Linked DNA regions of Gossypium hirsutum: regions 1 and 2 are each linked to region 3. A link is a contact called in public Hi-C data. All regions are on one chromosome and are shown on one strand. The core of a region is the stretch at or near the end of the contact, and the rest is flanking DNA. Distances in the headings are between cores, read along the strand shown.

Evidence for each region. A called contact is a pair of places that touch in the nucleus more often than the background predicts.
Region 1: a Hi-C map of leaf shows a contact between it and region 3, with 4 times the contacts expected there. The contact joins the promoter of LOC107954802 here to the promoter of LOC107954849 in region 3. A contact is called at or near these places in 6 of 34 Hi-C or Micro-C datasets (anther and leaf).
Region 2: a contact with region 3 is called in a Hi-C map of leaf, with 2.9 times the contacts expected there. The contact joins the promoter of LOC107954856 here to the promoter of LOC107954849 in region 3. A contact is called at or near these places in 2 of 34 Hi-C or Micro-C datasets (callus and leaf).

Annotation. Positions count from the first base shown.
Region 1 is chrD07:49,147,510-49,150,264 of Gossypium_hirsutum_v2.1, forward strand. It overlaps LOC107954802, which reads left to right and starts at 1,498. Exons shown (of 4, transcript XR_001699692.2): 1 at 1,498-2,101.
Region 2 is chrD07:49,490,989-49,493,740 of Gossypium_hirsutum_v2.1, forward strand. LOC107954856 (probable U3 small nucleolar RNA-associated protein 7) reads left to right here and starts at 1,467. Exons shown (of 7, transcript XM_016890542.2): 1 at 1,467-1,718; 2 at 1,805-1,894; 3 at 2,014-2,146; 4 at 2,333-2,451. The coding sequence starts at 1,635.
Region 3 is chrD07:49,310,830-49,313,858 of Gossypium_hirsutum_v2.1, forward strand. LOC107954849 (60S ribosomal protein L18a) reads left to right here and starts at 1,284. Exons shown (of 4, transcript XM_016890537.2): 1 at 1,284-1,433; 2 at 1,539-1,654; 3 at 1,776-1,839. The coding sequence starts at 1,419.

The DNA of each region.
Region 1 (2,755 bases), core at 248-2,747, 160 kb before region 3:
AATTAGTGTATGATAAAATTGTACATCGACACTAAAAAATATAACATTTTTATTTGTTCCTTTAAAAATTATAAAGACATAGACTATTAAAAAGGTAAAATTATATTTTTGTTATCATAAAAATATATTTCCTAATTCCATTAATTACAAGCTAACTGAAACATTAAGTAATATTAAAATATAAATTAACAAAGAAAATCTATTATATTGTATATAAGTTTAAAGGCTTATTCGGGTATCAAGTAAATTTAAATGGCTTATTTGAATGTAATTAAAGTATACAGACTTTATTTAAATAAGATAACAACATTCAAGGGCTTATTTAATATATTAGCCATTATTGGATTTATATTTCAAATATTGATACCTATTAATTTAGAGTGAATATTTAGTATATTAGAAATATACTTTTTATTTATTTTACAATTAACCTTAAAAATTGACATGTATCTTTTTTTTAAATATATATTTTTTAATAATTTATTATACCCTATAACACACTTATCAATCTCTTAACCCTGCTTATGAAGTTTAAAAACTCCAAAAACAATATACCAAATATTTTCTTATAAATTTATGTTTTATTAGTGAAATAAACGATGACCGATATTGTATTTATTTTTTAAAAAAATTAATAATTTTGATACACTGGTGGTGGAAACTTTTAACTCTTTAACTGAATTAAGATGTCGCCATGTTTCCTTAAGTTGTATTTAAAAATTTTTAAAATAAATAAATATGACATGTAGCAAAATCTTAATCGCGGTTATGGAGTTAAAAATTTACATCACATGTGCACCAAATAATTACCTATAATATATTATCATGTAATTTATGGGTTAATATTTGGTAAACTCAAAGTGTGTTATGTGTTTTTTTAAATATTTTACTAAACCTCTCTATAGGACACTTGTCAACCCATTAGATTTACTTGTAGAGTGTAAAAACTTAACTATTAGTGTACCAAATATTTCCCCGTAATTTATTGATAGTGTATAAAATTATACAATATTATTATATTAAAGGTGAGTATTTGATATACTGGTAGTGTACTTTTTTTTATTCTTCAAGTAGCTTTAAAAAATTGACATATGTCTCTTTTTTTAATATTTTACTATAACCATGTAAGACACTTGTCAACTCCCTAACTTTACTTCTGGGTTCTAAAAACTTTATTAAATTGTGTATCAATTTTTTTTCATTATATTAAATATAACCCTTACCTAAATAATATAAACAATGGGTGAACATGATATCCATTCAAATTGCATTAATAGCTCGCAACATATTCGAAATTTAATTATGAGTATTGTGTTGTTTTATTTCCCAAAAAAGACAGGCGGATATTGGGACGTACACGTATGATACTAACAGCATGTTTGGTTGGGGGAATAGGAATGCATTCCCCCGCAAATCGGTAGGCCCACCCCCAAACAAACGTTTGGTTGGTTGTAATTGTAATACAGCCTTATTCCATTCAGCCTCTATTACGTGAGAAGCTTTAATAGCCATTCTTTGCCTTCAGCACTGAATAGCTATTACGTTCCGCTCTCTTTTTCCCATTTTCCAAATTTTGCCCTCCTTCATCTTCTCCTTCATCTGCCGTCAAACTCACTACACAATTTCTGCCCTCAAACTCATTTGCCATATTTTAGATACTCTCATTCATCTTCTCCCATAGATCTGTAACTTTCTCTCCTTCTGTTTCCATATTTCAGATAATTTTTAATTCAGATTCAGATTTCTTGCCCGTCAAATAAAAATCCACCCGAATCACTTATTTTTTCCCTATTAAACAAAAAGCTCAAATCAAACCCCAAAATCCAGAATCTCACATCCTCTAAATTGCCAAAACGGGAAAAAAAGAATAAAGAAGACATGAGGACACAGAAGAGGTCGATCCATGCGGTGTCGATGTGGGTGAGACGACAGCCACCGAAGGTAAAGACTTTTTTGGCGGTGGTATCGGGGATGGCGGCATTGGTTCTTCTCCGAGTCATTGTAAATGACCATGACAACCTATTTGTCACCGCCGAGGCTGTCCATTCTATCGGAATCTCTGTCATCATCTATAAGCTCACCAAAGAGAAGACTTGTACTGGTAATTCCAAAAAAAAAAGCTTCTTCTCTCTTACCAGTTGATAAAAATTTCAATATTTTGTTATTGGAATTGTTTTCGATCAATTTGTAGCTTCAATTTAATACTTATTGCATGGATTTTTTTTCTTAATTTAGTAGTTTCAAGAACTCATTAAGGTAATGGCTAAATAGCAAAATTTTGAAGAGTTTGATTTGCTGACTTTGTGCCGATTGTTTTTTTTTTTTTTTGCTATATAGCTGTTATTAGGTTGAATTTCCGGCTTGATTTCTTGTTTCTTTCGATTTAAGGTATCTGTTTCTTGCTATTCTTCTCCATGAATGAAGTATGGGTAGAATGTTGGTTGATAAAAAAAGGTAGCTTTTGGACCAAAAGGAGATGTTCTTTCTCTCTTCTGACTTTCCTGCTATGTATAAAGCTTGGTTGTTGTTAAAATCCGCCTTTTGATATTGGCCTTTTCGTTTACACAAGATGGATGAATGAATTGATTAACCCTCAATTACTGGTTAAATATGTTTTGTTCTCTTTCTTTGTTTTTTTTCCATGTGTAGGTAGTCTTCTAACTGTCTATTGAGCTGTAACTTGTCTTCAGTTCTTCTTAGCACTTGTTTATTTTAAATACCACTTTGAAAGTCACCTTATACCTCACCCTTCTAG
Region 2 (2,752 bases), core at 217-2,716, 180 kb after region 3:
TGTGTTTCTCCTTCAAAAATTTTTCAAGCTTTTCCTTGTAGGGACGAATTGGGTCAATGAAGAATTTAAAAAGCAAGTCTCTTAAAAGAAGATTGACCCTTTCATATTACATGTGAAATAAAACAGTGTTTTAAAAAAAATCAATTATGTAAAGGAATGTAATATGAACAAATTATTACTTCTTCTTCTTTTTTTTTTTCTAAATTCGGTGATTTCTCTCTCTTTTGAGGATTTTAGAAAAATCAAAATGTTTATAATAGGAAAATCTCTACTAAGAATGGGAAATGTAATAATATAAACATTAAATAAATAAAGTAAGACATGTATTGGCAAGTACTTACCATCCTTTAATGCAAACTTTTTATTACTACTAGCTTCATATATATATATTCTAGACATGGAGATAGTATATATAAATATATGAGAAAGCATATATTTTGATCCACGTAGGTTGGTTTGATGGTCAAGATGCTCACTGTTTTAGATGTAGTTTGGGTTTGAGTTGCGCTAGTTACATTGATGTTATCCTCTTGTAATTCGTAAAAAAAAGTAGAATATATTGGCTAAATATATGCCCTTTAATTTGTTATCATATCAATTTTTGGACTTCACCTCACCATTCTGTCAAATACTCAACGACACTTAACAGAAAAGGGCAAAAAAGAACAGACTCAATTAGTTGGATGCCTATTTTAAAAGTTTTAAAAGTTGGATGACCAAAAAAATATATAAACATAGTTGAGTAACCTGCAATGTAGTTTACCCGATTCGAAAGTATAGAAATTAAGAATGAGCAAATTGAGAGTAGATTCTGGCTTGGGAGGATGTCTGTACGCCTAAAGGGAGGATTAGGCATTCGTCAAATGAATCAAGTGAATGAGGCCCTGCTCGACAAAACCGCTTGGAGAGACTCTGTATCGACTGAATCGTATTGGGCGAAAATATGCTCATCAAAGTACAGGCATAACAACCAGGACAGATCGTGTATTAATCTACTATAACTATAGGATAGAGTCCAAGGAACCTAAAAAACTCGAAGAAGAGCGACAAGTTCTCGAACAAACAGCGGGAGAAGCAGACTGAGCCTGTTACATTGATAAAAGGCAGTCCTATGATCACCATCTTCAAAAATAAAAAGGACACAAGCTTCCTACGACCAGTAAGCTCAGCACGAGTCATCATAGATCGACCTACTGAGGCAATGACCATGCACCTAAAGCCACTTTACATAAAAGTGCATATTGAAGGAGTCCCCGTGTCAGGAGTCTTGGTCGATGGAGGGGCTGCGCTTCTTTGTTCGCTAGGCTTGGAATTAAATCTATAACTTTAACCAAATGAATTTAAATATTAAAATTCACGACAAATTTTGACCTAAAGTCAATAGTAGAATTAAACCTACTTTATATAAACTTTAATTTAAACCCTAAACCCAATAAATAATAAACTTGTATCCAAATACCAAAACCATTTACAAAAGCCCAACCCACATAACTATTTAAAATTAAACAAAATACCCTTACCCTTATATTTGCCTCTGCCGACTTCCTCTTCTTTTCCAGCTATCCTCAGCCGCTGCTTCTGCCGACCGACACTCTGCAACAGTCAGGTTGTCATTGGGATTATTTTTCTTCATAATGGGTGCTAAAAAGGAGAATAACGATGATGAGATGGACGAAAAAGTGAAGAAGTATCTTAGAGGAGAAGCTGCAAATTTGGAGGTAATCAATGTTTGTGCTTGTTTATAGGATTTTACTTATTTTTGTGAATTTTTTCTTTGTCAATTGTTTTCGTTTATTTTCTGCAGGGATTAAAGGACAAGAAACTAAAGGGCCAGCTTGCTGTAAGAGAAGATTTGTATGGAAAATCTGCGAAAACTGCTGCCAAGATTGAGAAAGTGAGTTTGAGCTTCCCTTTTGAGCAATGGGTTCTTTTTTATTTCTTAATTTAATTGTCGTTGTGTATTTTAGTTTTTCTGAATATTAAATTTGCTTCTTCTTTTTTTTGGTTTTTTAGTGGCTTTTGCCCAGTGAGGGTGGTTACTTGGAGGCAGAGGGTATTGAGAAGACATGGAGGATCAAACAAGAATCCATTGCTCGTGAGATTGATATCTCAAGCTCAAAGAACCAGTATGATATTGTTTTACCAGGTGCCTACTTTCCCTAATGTTCATAATTCGTTTTATAGACAAGGTTTTAGTGGTTTAGACTAAGGATTATATGCTAGATTACGAGATAAAATAAGCAATCAGTCAGCAAATTAGATGTTGATTATAACTTGATTTAAGTTCTATTTGGTTTTAATGTATTCATTTAGATTCTGTCTACATGTGCAGAACTTGGTCCTTACACTCTAGATTTCACCTCAAATGGTCGGTATATGGCAGCCGCTGGACGTAAGGGCCATCTGGCTATTGTTGATATGAAGACATTAAACCTAATTAAGGAGATTCAGGTATGCAATGCTCCAGCAAAAATCAAATTTTGTAGTTGAAGGGGATGCTGTTTCTTGTGCATTTAGTGATATTGTCTGATTTTGCATTTCGAAAGTTCCCAATTTTAATGTTTTTTATAAGAAAATTTTCCCATGCTTTGACCTAAATCAGCTTGGTGTTGAGTTTTACCGTAGTGTTTAAAATACGGGGTTGTTTTGTGGTTTCAATTTAATGTCTGTTCTTGAAGATGGGTGTCGTGTGGAGCAACTTTTCTTACAATTCATTTTACAAGACAAATGCATGTGATACATGTTTTGTTTC
Region 3 (3,029 bases), core at 34-2,533:
GTATGAACTTTAATGTAATATGTATTTTTAAAATTAATACAATATATTTGTTTTTATAATTGCACCAAACACGTCCATATGCCATGGATAAATTTTGTACATTTCTTCTCAATTTCTCGTCTGTTGACTTTGTACTAATTTGATTTTACATACTAATTGTTCAAATATTTATTTATACATCGTATTATATTTGTAATAGTAACATTTTTCAAATAAAATTATCGTTATTATTTTATATAAAAATAAGGGTAACTATGTGGTATACAGGCAATGAAAAATTCTTATTCCACAAGCGAGGTTGAGATTTTGTCACATATTTTTTTAAATTTTTTTAAAATACAACTTAATGACACATTACAAAATCTCAAGTTAAAATTTTCCACTACCTAGGAGGGTTGAGCAAAAAATCAACCAAATCGAGTTGAATTGACAATTCAAATTTTTTTATAGTTCGGTTTCGGTTAGATAATGCCATTGAACCACATCAATTTGATTCTGTTTCAGTTTATTTTATTGGACACTGAAAAGTCCAAAAGAAAAAATTTTAAAAATTTTAAAAAAAAGAGCCAATATTTTTTGAACACATAAGCCCAATAAACAACCCATTTAGAACCTAAAAAAAAATACATTAAATATAACTTTTATTATGCTTTCACATATCCTATAATTAAATAAAAAAATAAACCCTAAATCTAATTTGAGGGTCAATCTCTCACAACTTCATTGTTTATTTATTATTTTTATTAAAACTTATAAGAATTCAAGTGTTTATCTCATTTATACTTATTATGTGTACTGTATTCTTTTTTCAATTATTATTATTGTTAAAACTTTTAAAATTTTGGTCATCGTTATTAACATTTCCAAGTTGAGTGCTTTTTTGCTATCATTACGCGTTGAGAGTTCTAAAATATAAATGATTTAATATTTGATTATGTTCAATGAAGATTGAGAATAATTAAATCAAGGTTTAATTAGATTTTTAACAAACATTTATAATTATAAATTTTACAATTTATTTTTCAGATAAATATATTAATTAAGATTTTATGTATAATTAAAAAAATTGTTAAATAGTGTTTAAGAAACATAAAATAAAGATAATCTTATTTAAATAAAGTCCAAAAACAATACGAAAACTTGAAATCTATACCAATTTAGTATGGTTCGGTAATAACCATTGGTTCAGTATTTTAAAGAAGGCGGGAGCCGATCCGGAGCACAGGAAAAATATTGGAAGATGGGCTTTCTATAAAAAGTTAGAATTTGGGTGGATCTGAGGTACTAAGGCCCAGTTAAGCCCCAACAACTTAAAATGAAAGTTTTATTAGGGTTTTTTTTTCAGAGAGAGAAGCAAAGGGAGAAAGGAAACCAAACCAAACTAGTGAGCCGCTGCTTCTCTTCTTCTGTATCCCAAAATGGTTGCTTTTAGGGTAAGTTCAGATTTCTATTTTCTTTTCTTTTTCCATTTTTTTGTTGTTGAGACAATGGTGATGGGATTTTGGGTTTTGATTTTTCTTTGAAAAAAAAAAAAACAGTTTCATCAATACCAAGTGGTGGGCAGAGGCCTTCCTACAGAAGCAGATGAGCATCCCAAGATTTACCGTATGAAGCTTTGGGCCACTAACGAAGTCCGTGCCAAATCCAAGTTTTGGTCTGTAAATTTGCAATTTGCTGATAATTCCTGATTTCGTTTGTTTTGATTTCCTTGATGAGATAGGGGATTGGGATTTTTAATTTTGGTTTTCTGGATGTGTTTTGTTTTCCATGTTTAGGTATTTTTTGAGGAAGCTGAAGAAGGTGAAGAAAAGCAATGGACAAGTTTTGGCTATCAATGAGGTATTCAACCTTACTTGTTCTTCAATTTTGAACCCCCCATTAGTGTATGGCTTAAGCAAGCTAATAGCATTGCATTTTATCATATAGGAACCTTATATTATATTGTTCATTAACTTCTACTATTTAGTTGTGTCGATTTATGATGAAAGATTACAGTTACTCTGTTCATTCATAATTGGGAGTTACTGCATTATGAGTGACATATAAGGTGTTTAAGAAAAGAGGGGGAAAAACAAAAAAAGTTGGCCTAATCACATAATTTTAACTTGGAGGTTCTCTTATGCCTATATTTTAAGAGAAAAGGTGTTGTAAATAAAACACATTGGTTTTGTGTTCATTGTTTATTTTAGAAGAGAAAGTCTTTTAAGCATTAATATCTTTCTTAATTTGATTGCTTTGTTTACCATATACTAGATGTAGAGTTGTCACTGCTAAACATGGTAGGCTTATGTTCTATCCTTACTGTTTAGTTTAGCCAGATCTCGTTTCTCAAGAGGGAATGATGTTTCACCATTTCCATGTATATGGAATTAGACATTTTAAGCCACCCGAGTTAATTTTTGTGTGTTTAAGTGTTGCATATTGGATAAGAAATGTTCTATTTTTTTTTTGAAAAATGATCTTCTCATACTGAGCTTGAAATGGTCTTCATCTAGAAACATGTTTTGATCAATCGGTTTGATTGGATTTAAAAGAAGCATCATGCTAAATGATTAGCCTTAGATCTAATCTGGATGGTATTTAGTTATTCTTCTGAGCCTGGTATATCTGGTCATTTGATGCACCAGAATGAAGTACCACTGTGAGTGAAGATAAAACCTTAGATTGTGAGAAAAGAAAATACTTTCTTAAACTCTTTTGTATTGGGAGTTTGGATGTTTCGGAGTTGGGACAGTTGAGCTATGTGAATGAGACTAGGGACACGGGTAAGGATCCAAGTTTCGGACATGGTAATTCTTGAAATCTCAGACAGGGGACTCGGGGACGCTATCCAACAGTTGGACACGGAGTCTCCCATTTAAAAAATATAATTTTTTTTTCTGCCTCTCATAACCTAATTTATTTCCAGCCTTTGCTCTTCTTTTGAAAGGTGTTTTTTTTAAGCTTTAACTTTTGGCCCATTGTGAATTATAAAATAATGGGCTGGTCTGGAGTCTGGACCAGCGTTAAAAATTTTATAAAAAACCCCT